Linked DNA regions of Mus musculus: region 1 is linked to region 2. Evidence: chromatin contacts called from public HiChIP or PLAC-seq data. All regions are on one chromosome and are shown on one strand. The core of a region is the stretch at or near the end of the contact, and the rest is flanking DNA. Distances in the headings are between cores, read along the strand shown.

Evidence for each region. HiChIP or PLAC-seq counts read pairs in DNA pulled down with a chosen protein or histone mark.
Region 1: a contact with region 2 is called in an H3K4me3 HiChIP or PLAC-seq map of embryonic limb bud, with 3 times the contacts expected there. The contact joins the promoter of 2610307P16Rik here to the enhancer-like site in region 2. A contact is called at or near these places in 5 of 484 Hi-C or Micro-C datasets (liver, nephron progenitors, palatal mesenchyme and 1 more) and 7 of 115 datasets of contacts at active chromatin or transcription factors (craniofacial prominence, embryonic limb bud, embryonic midbrain and 3 more).

Annotation. Positions count from the first base shown.
Region 1 is chr13:28,882,026-28,886,894 of GRCm38.p6, reverse strand. It overlaps 2610307P16Rik (RIKEN cDNA 2610307P16 gene), which reads left to right and starts at 1,473. Exons shown (of 8, transcript NR_045054.1): 1 at 1,473-1,751; 2 at 3,318-3,580.
Region 2 is chr13:28,696,631-28,701,354 of GRCm38.p6, reverse strand. The region is part of intron 3 of 2610307P16Rik (RIKEN cDNA 2610307P16 gene); the gene reads left to right. Among named protein-coding and RNA genes, the nearest start is that of Mir6368, 12 kb to the left of the region's middle. Within about 2 kb of position 3,149, at least 49 of the 459 cell types and tissues checked have an H3K27ac peak or open chromatin away from gene starts, as enhancers often do. A contact at or near this core is called in craniofacial prominence, embryonic limb bud, nephron progenitors and 2 more, where this site is marked.

The DNA of each region.
Region 1 (4,869 bases), core at 224-2,723, 190 kb before region 2:
AGCGGAGTGCGCGCTCTGGCAGTCTGACAGAGGAACACTGGGCCCAGTGCAGACCCCAGGAGATCAGAACGGAAGCCCTCTCACAGAGTCTTTGTTCTCCCCTAGGGGAGAGACTTGGCAAGCACTGGAAGGGTGCTTGTTATGATCCACACCCATGACATTCCAGACCCAGCAAGGTTCCCTTCCTACCCCCTCTTCGCATCTTTAATCCTAGCCAGGAATACAGCTCCCTATGCCCCCTTTCACCCCATCTCTTTACCCTCACATTTAACAACTCATTGGGTCTTCCCTGTCTAGATTTGGAGAAAGAGTATATAAGGTGCGTGGACACCAGCAGGAGGTTGAATATTTGCTTTGGAATGTTTGAGTGTTTTTTTTTAAACCCCCTTTGCCCTGAAGACTGAATATAAAAGGCTGCGTGTCCCTCTACCTTCTCCCACCTTCCTGCTTTTCTTCTATTCTGGTGAGATCTAGAAAGGAAATTGGTGCAGCTTTGAGTTCCTGGGGTGGGGGGAAACCATGTTGGGATGAGAGCTGAATGCTGCGGTGTAAAGTGGGGACCCCAGTTCTGGAACTGATGGATGATTTTCAGAAGGCTCTAAGAAAGACTGAGAGACTCCCAGACAAGGAAGACACCTGGCTTGCCCAGGACCAGAAGGTGGGGGAGGGAAGAGGATGGGGAGTTAGAAGTGAAGGAGGAAGACCCTGTAGCTGTGAAAGGAAGGGAACTAGGAAGGAACAGTAGGTTTGGGAAGGAGCCATGTTAACCTGAGAGTCTTGTTAATATAGTTGGAGATAAGAGGAAGTTCTCTGAGGTTTGAGCCGGTGGTCTCTGTTCAGGCCCCCCCCCACCCCCCATGAGTGGCATAGTACCAGCAGCAACAGGTAACCTACAAGGGCAAGGTGTAGGTCCCTGTGGGATACTTAGTGGCCTCTGCCATGCAGATTTGAGGGTTTTCCCCTAGGGTCCTGTGTGGGCACTGATGAGGGAGGGAGAAGAGACTTTTCCATCACTTAGAACTTCTTTGAATTCTTCCAGGCTGTTGGTTGGAAGAGGGTACATAGGATGGAGGGTCATGGATGGAGAGGCATCTGTGAGCCCTACCTATGATTGTACCTCTTACCTTAAAGGGTTGACTGGCTCCTTCATATTACATCTCTTGGGATGCTGAGAAATGGCAGAAACTCATTGCCAAAGTGAACCGCTCCTCTCCCTGATTGGCAGGGAAAGTGCAAACAAAGAGGTGCATCTCCCGGAAACAATGAGTTTGGAGATTTCCCCGGGCGTGAGAGCGCGGACTGGAAGCTGGGTGTTCAAAGGGTGTGAGAAGGGACCAAGACCCGCATCTTCTGGGCAAAGTTTTCGGGGAGATGGAAGGAGAGAGGGTCGGGACTGAGTTGCTGGTCTTGGGGACAGAGCAGCCGGAGCTGCGCACCAAGGCTTAGAGTCGGGCGGGAGATGCGGGGAGAGGGAGGGGGCGGGGAGGGAGGGGAGGGAGAGAGGAGGAAGGGGTGAGAGGGAGAAACCTGCCGCGGCTCTCCGCCTCTTTGTCTGCTCTGGGACTTGGAACAAAAGGGGAAACTCTGATGAACTCCTTCTCCAGCTCCCTGGACGCCCGAGTATCTCTTTCTCGCAACTTTGTCAACGCGACTTTCTCCGCTGTCAGGCTGCGCAAAAGTATCCTAGCGCCTCGCAGGCTGCAACAATGGAAACAATGTCCCTTCAAAGTGCGACGAAGTGGAGGGAGAAGGTGAGTGACTTGTCCTGTTTGTCCTGCTTCCCTCAGGTCCCCCTGCTCCCAGCCCTTCCGAGGGCAAAGTCATAGATCTAGCAGCCAAGTTTGACTGTTTCTTTCTGTTTCTTGTCTTTTATTATTATTTTTTAATTGTATCTCTTTTCCCGGTTCTCCTTTTCTTTTGTTCTTTTAAACTCTCGCACAGATTGTTTTGTTTATTTTAAACGCCTTCATCTCTTGTGCTTCTTCTTTAGGGGTGGTGAGGGGCTAAGAAGAAGGGCATCCAAACTGGATACTGCCTCGCTTTTCCCCGGTTGTGTGTAGATTGGAGGAAAACGTTCTGATAAGAATGGGAATTAGATCAGGCTCACCCACACATAAGCTCTGACTTTGGTCACAAAAAAAGAAAGATGCAGAGGTGGGGGTCATTTCCTCACGCGTTTTCAAACTTCACTGTCTCTGGAGCGCTCTGGAGACACGAAGCGTGCAACAATAGAATGTAGACAGGGTTTGGGTGGTAAGGGAGTTCCAGCAAATTAATAGGAGTCCGGGAAGTTTTTGGGGGCTGGGGTCCAGTTGAGGAAGCCACAGGTTCCAGACTGTCAAGAGCTGCGCAGATGAAGCTGATGGGGCCTGGACCATTAGTTAAGAGTCCGCTCCCCTCACCTCCGTGGTTTGGTTCAGTTTAATGACCCACCCAGAATGACCTATTGCTGTCCTCGTCGGGATCCATCCTCTCTTAGGTGTTGGCGACCCCCGGGCCTATCTCAGCCAGTCTGAATAGGAAGGGAACCACGAGCCTGCCGAGCTCCCCTGACCTAGCCCTCCGCCCCGCCTTTTGTGTTTTAACCTTTTGTTTCTATCGGCCACACCCGCCCAAAAGAGCGGCGGCTTTTCGTCTCTGTTCAGCGGGGAAGCAGCGAGGTTCCCTCCAGATAGCGGTGAAGGGCGGCTTCCTAACTTTGTTTCCCAAGTCCCCTAACTTCGGAATGCTTCTGCATTGGTTCTTGCTCAGTAAGTCAATATCTTCACTTTATATGAACTATCTTTTGCTGTTTTTCTACTTCGTTCCAAAAGTTGTTTATCTCTACCAGCCACTTGCGTTCATTAAACAACAACAACAAAAAAAGATAACTTAGAGATCTAAGTTAGGGTCCAAAGGACAGAGGTTGGCTTTATCTGTCGGATGCCTTTAAATATGACTTTATCTTGATTCTGCAACACAAAACCCGGCTCATGGTCTTCAGGTATGTTTGTGGGCTCCGTCCAAATACCAAGGTAATTTATCACCTTCTCCACCCTCTTCTGTGTTTCCAAATGCTGGAGGTGTTCTTCAAGCTCCTGGAGACACTTTTTAACAAGACAAGTCAAACACAGAACTCATCCTACTGCGGGTGACTCTAGGAAGCATCCAAACAATGCATTAACTTCTGAGAGTTAGCATTCTGCAAGGTGCCAGAGCCGGGGAGCTTTGAATCTTTATGTCAAAGACTGAAAGGAATTAAGACGACAGTTATTCTTTTAGGGAGGGAGTGTATAGACTGTCCCGACAACTAACCTTAATACATTCTAATTGTATAGGTGTCATACCAGCGACTCCAAGAGTCATGTCACCCACTTAGCAGGAGTACTTCTACTGAAATGCCTTCGAATTTCTCTTACTGGATATATACCTACCAGCCGCTAGCATGAAGATGCCAGGACCGCTGCAAGTTAGCACTGGACAAAGTAGCATCAACTTCTTCATTTAGAGTTTCTTCAGTTAAATTGCTGGGATTTTCGACAAGGCTTTCCTTATGTGGATTATTGGAGTGTGATGCCCGAGAATTCTCTACTTGTAGAAGGTATGTTTCTTAGACACCCACGAGCACTTCCTTTTGGGCCTGATACTTAATGCCACTGGAGATCTGTCTCCTTGTTTTGAGTTGTTGCCCGCCTAAAGTGACTTAAGACTTTATGTTTCCTTCTTGGGGACTGTGTTTTGTAGATAGTTTCTGAAGTGGAATGATAATTTGGGAGTATCTGATGAAAGTTTATTGATTTTTTTTTACCACGTATTCATCAATATCTGCACGTATAATGAATGTTGATTTATGTAGAGTTATATATGTTTTATGTCAGTAATGAGTCCAATATGTTCAACAGGCCATACCTTATTTTATTTGTGGCTGATTTTCTCCTTAGATACCACCGTGAATATTTTATTTTAACAGAACAGGCTTGCATTATGTTGTTGTTGTCGTTATTATTATTATTATGCATCTTGACAGTTCATTTTGTTAACAAAATCCAGAAGTGACCCCCAAATACATACATTTCTAATGGTAGACTGTCAATACAAAGTGTAGTGGGTTCTCTTAGAATGGAAGCTTTGGCCTTGCCATAACCAAAGGACACGAGGGAGGATTCGATTAACCTTCATGGCAGATACCCAAGAGTTCTTATTCCCTTTTGAATACCTTACGATTAATTTCTGTTCATATCTGGGAATGCAACTAAGAATTCTCGTCATCTCAATGGGAACATAAAGAGTTGCTTTCTTACAGTGTTTCCTGCCCTTGTTGAAGCAGCTTGCTCTGAAAACTCAGTTAGGTCAAGAAAAACACAATAATTGGAAAAAACTTTTATCTCATTATAAGTAAAATAGAATGAGTTTGGGATTTGTGTAAAACTAGACTCTGGAACCCTTCCACGCTTCTTTTCTATCACCTATAAAACAAAGGTTTAAATGAACTTCTGCAGTCCTTCATCTTGAAGAGGCTCCGCCTTGTCCACTGTTCCTGCAGCTTCGATACGTTTGTTAGGAAGTTTATTTTCTAGTTGCTAAACAAGAGAGGGATGGCTTTGGAGTCTCGTTCTCATTACTGGGCTTCCCTGCTGCAGAGGATGCTTTCAGCAGAGTGTGCTAGACAGAGGTGTCAGTGTTCCCTGTGTTTCACTGAAAGTTTATCTGCTGGAGTATTTTTTCTCACACAGAGGGGACAGTGTGACTCTTAAGAAGAGTATCACCCTTCTGAAGTTACTATATCAGAATCTGGTTTAATGGCTACCTAGTGTTGGGCTCAAACGTTTAGACTCAGGCTTTGGAATGCGTCCCAGCCCAGGCAATTACTCTCTTGTGACTTCTTGCCCG
Region 2 (4,724 bases), core at 1,900-4,399:
CTGGAGTCTGAGAGGGCCATACCTGTTCAAACCACTGCAGGAACTCCAAAGAGAGTAAAGTCAAACTGTTCCTGCTGTCTGCTGAGCTGGTAATAACACAACATTTTCACAGATTCTCTTCTCTATGTCATGATGACATTAAAGAGTTAGCCTCCATCCACATCAAGCTACAAGTATTTTCAGGTATGTGATCTGCATGTGGAAATTCTCTCAGTGTTAGGTTTGTAGAGCTGCTCACACTGTGGGCAATGTGAGTCCTATCTGAGAAGAAAAGATTCTCAAGCTTTTAGGGTTTAATGTAAGAGGTTTGTTTGTGATACACATGGTCTCTTTGTACACAAATGGAAATGTTTTCACTTTAAGAATGGGGTTCCCATTGTCCACAGTGTGTAGGGCAGCTCCCGGGACACATAAAAGACAGACAAATTAATACCAAGATGTGTGCTTAACTATTGAGTTGAAGGAGACTCTGGACTTCTTATTTGCTTAAGGAAGACTCTAGACATCAAACCATACCAACTCAACACAGCTTCTTAAAAAGCTACTTCACAAAGGGATACCGAACATTTCCCTTAATGTTTTGCTGAGAGCTGTGAGAAGTGGACGCAGGATTTCATGTTTGAGCACCCTAGGGTTTTATCGAGCATATAATCCCCCCACCCCCCATCTCTGTTGAGATTTTAAAGGGGGATTAGGGCTTGAGTGAAAGAGTTGGCAGTTGAGGCATACCACATAAAACTTGTTAAATCTCATTCTTCCTGGCTGCTTTTAAGTTTTGGGAGCAGACCAATCCTAGGGAACACTGTTAGGAATCACAGGGCAAAAGGAGCGGGAGGGTAGTTAGTTAGTTAGCTTTTGAAGCAAGGGACATTGCTTTCAGTTTAGACACCAGAGCAGGAGGAGGTACTGATTCTGGGCAGACCCTCGCTGTAATTGTCCTTTGCAGGACCAAGTGGTTCTCCAGATGGAGACTCAATTTTCCACCAAGTGCATTTCTTGAGTTTTGATAAACTCCAGGTACCCTCTTCATGGAGTGTAAGATATTCCTGCTCAGATTGCTAGGGCTGTGACCTAATCTTGGCCAATTGCCTATTTTCTTTGGAGCTGAAAAGACTAGTTTGATTTAAACGGTACAAAGTAAGGACTTGAAAAAGAATGTGCAGTGGCTTTCTATAGGCCATCAATGGGAATGTGAGACTGTGCACTCAGCATAGAACCATGTCCTTCCGGGTTGGAAGGCAGAGGAAAGAGCTGCATTCATTGGTGCATCATCCCAAGGGCAAGTTCAAACCCAAGCGGAGGCAGAATGAGATAAAGGAAAAGGAGGGTGAGGAGACCTGGAGGGAGGGCATCCTAGGACAGTTCCCACCCACTCAGAAGATTAAAGGACTCAGTGGCAGAGCTGGAACAGCAACAGGCCACACCTCAGGCTCCTTGCAGACTGATGTGTTTATTGCTTAACAGGTATTGAGTCACCTCATTAAATGCCATCCTAATATAGAGATGGACTTATTCCTTGCCCTTAAGCTACTGGAGCCTGTGAGGGAGGTATGAGTATAGCATACACACAGGTTCCTACACTACAGTGGAATGGGGTTCTCGACCAAGTGGCTGGCCAGGTGGAATAAAGCTATCTTTCTGGGAGTTCTCTGCCAGAGGGTGCAGTGGGAGGAGGAATCCAAGCTGTGGTGCAACGTCCTTGTACCTGTAGCAGTATCTGTGTGGTTCTGTGATGCTCCTCCTACTGCAGTGTGAGACTTGGCTGCTGACTTTTGGCTTGGAGGGGAGAGCGGTCTCATATAGCCGAGGCTAGCCTCAAACTCCCCTTTTAGTGGAGACTGACCTTGAACCTTTGATCTCCCTACTTAATCCTCTTCCAATTCCTGAGGGATTATAGGTATGCCCTATTTTTTTTTTTTTTTCTTTCTCGAGACAGGGTTTCTCTGTGTAGCCCTGGCTGTCCTGGAACTCACTCTGTAGACCAGGCTGGCCTTGAACTCAGAAATTCACCTGTCTCTGCCTCCCAAGTGTTGGGATTAAAGGCGGGAGCCACTACTGCCTGGCCACCTACTTCTTTTTTTAAATAACCAGGTCTCACACTGTATCAGAGGCTAGAATTTACTGCATAGTCCAAATTGGCTTGAAATTTGCAGTAATCTATCTGACTCAGCCTCCTAAATTCTGGGATTACAGATAGGAACCGACATGTTCAGCTAAATAACTGTGATTTCTTTTCTGGGTGTGGGGACTTGGGGGAGGGGGCTTCTAGGGATTAAACCAAGAATTTAGCATGATTTAAGCATGATGAACACTCTACCACTGAGCTACATCTATTCTCAGCCACCCCTCAAGCTGTGTGCATGAGTGCATGTGTGTGTATTTTCATTTTTGTCTCTTTTCCAGAGTCTAGCTGTATAGTCCATACTGGCCTCAAGTTCAAAAATCATCCTCCTGCCTTAGCTTTAAGATTATTGGGATTACCACCTCATAGGTGAGCCGCCATAACTGGCCTTTTTTTTTTTTAATTTTAATTTTTTATTTTTCCTTTTTTTCTTTAATTAGAAACTTATTTTTTTTTCCAGTTTTGACTGGATGTGAACACAGTGCTTTTTGTTTACTCTTTTGTTTCCTCTTATCCTTCCCTCTTTTGTCACCTTCTTCCCTTTCACACCTATATGCCTTTTTGTTTTGCTATCCTCTGATTTTAACCAGAGCTGTCTGTCTGTGTGACCATGTTGTTGGAACTATGTTTCAGAGCCCAAGAAGCTCATCAATTCATATGCAACTGAAAGCAATAAGGGCCCCTCCCCCAGAGCGCATAGATTGCAGTAGTTAAGCAGGGAGGGGGAGGGCACCCTGAATGGCTCCCCATCCTTGATTGGCTATTGACAAGCCCAGTCTTGGGCAGGCCCAGTGATACATGCCTGGCCTTTTCCGTCTGTTTGACCTTTTAAAATTGGTATTTTTGACATGGTTCTAAGAGTAGTGCTGTTCACATATTTGCATGGTTATTATCACTGCAGCAAATCTTCTTAAAAGCCCTGGACGTATTGGCTCAGATATCATGGAGGCTCCCCCGGCATTCAGGGGCAGGCAGGGGAGGGCATAGAAATAGTATTAAATTTCTCTTTCCATGATAGTTAGAGCTCTGTGCTAGAAGAGAGGCAAGCATCTGCTCTCAGTTTTACAGATGAGGAGCCTTAGTCCCCAGGAGAGAGTGGTTTGCCCTTTCCCGGGGGATGAGCCGGTGGAGGCAGCACAGAAATCCAGGGCTTTGCGATTCAGCCCAGTGCCTTTCTGGAATGCCACACAGCTTCCCTGGTTATCTGGAGATCTGCGGGGGCCACGGGACTTCAGAATACCCGCACAGATGTGGATGGTTTCTCCAGCTGAATTAACTCATCATGTCAGCCCGAGTCCCAAGCCTGCTTCCATAGCACGTGGTAAATCATCACCCCTTGTGGTCTGAGAACTGGGTGCCTAGGGGGATATCATTACCACCCAGGGTTAGCTTGGCTGTTCTAGCTCTATGTTCAGTTTTCTCCTCCCTCCAGCTTCTTTGAACTCGTCTCCTTTGTGAGCCGGGAACTGAAGGGCTGGAGCCCAGTGATACACATGGGAAAGCTCCAGGTTGGGCCTCATTTGAGCACTCGGAGGGAGGGGTTGATTTTTGACTTAAGTGAATTCTGTTCCCTTTTAAGAACACAGCTCTTCACTGGTCTGCAAAGTGGGTTTCAGGCCAGCCAGGGCTATGCTTTCAGTAAATTTGGTCAGTATTACAACTTAAATGGACTAGCCCTGTGTAATCTCTGTGCCTTAGGAAATCAGGAGTTTTCAGTGTTTGGCATAGGATTCTTTTTCAGGGCCTTAATCTAGGACAGAATGTGTCAAGGTAGGTAATGGGATCTAGGTATCTAACGTGAGGTTCTGGAAACTGTGTCTCTTAGTGAAGCATGCAAGATGCCCTTATGTCCAGCCTTCTTTGGTGTTCTGATGGTTCATAGAGAAACTGTGTTCCATTTCCTGGAAGCATGTCTCAACCATCTGTAGGACTGGCGTTGCTTGTTGGTACTTGAGCCTGCTTTCCTAAAGGGTTCTGTGTGGCTGACTTTGAGTTGGGGCTGCCTGAAGCCTTTTAACTTCAGGAATCGGGTTGTTTTTCCATGTCTTCTTTCTCCCCACAGCCTCAGAGGTTCCTTATTGCCTGCTGCGTAGGCCTCAGTGCAATTTGGCTTTATTAAGCCTGTGAGAGATAGGGGCAAGTGGAATTGTAAGCTCTCTGCCACAGTTCCCCTGTGGACTGGCATTGCTGAAGAGCATGGAAGCAGAGGGCTAACCCTCAAGCAGTTTCAACTGGCTCCCTCTCTGTACAGTACCCCGTACCCCTAGCTTCTCTCTCTTCTTTCTGACCCAGGCACTTAGTTCTTCTTTTCTTGTTTTCTCAAATACAGTTTACTATCAATTACTTCAAGCATATAAGAAAATTGAAAGAAAAATTATTTTTGTACGTTAGCCTGGAAACCTAATTCCTGTTTAAGAAACAGTTTCTATGAGATTAAATGAGGAACATTCCTTAGGAATGTGAACCATCTGTAGGTTTAGGTGCGTAAATGCATGCTTTGTTTCGGAGTCTTTTGAAGTTTATCTACACTTCATTTTAGCATCTGGAGTGGTGACATGCCATTTTGAAGATACCAGAAGGCACAAAGCATATTCTTTTCTGG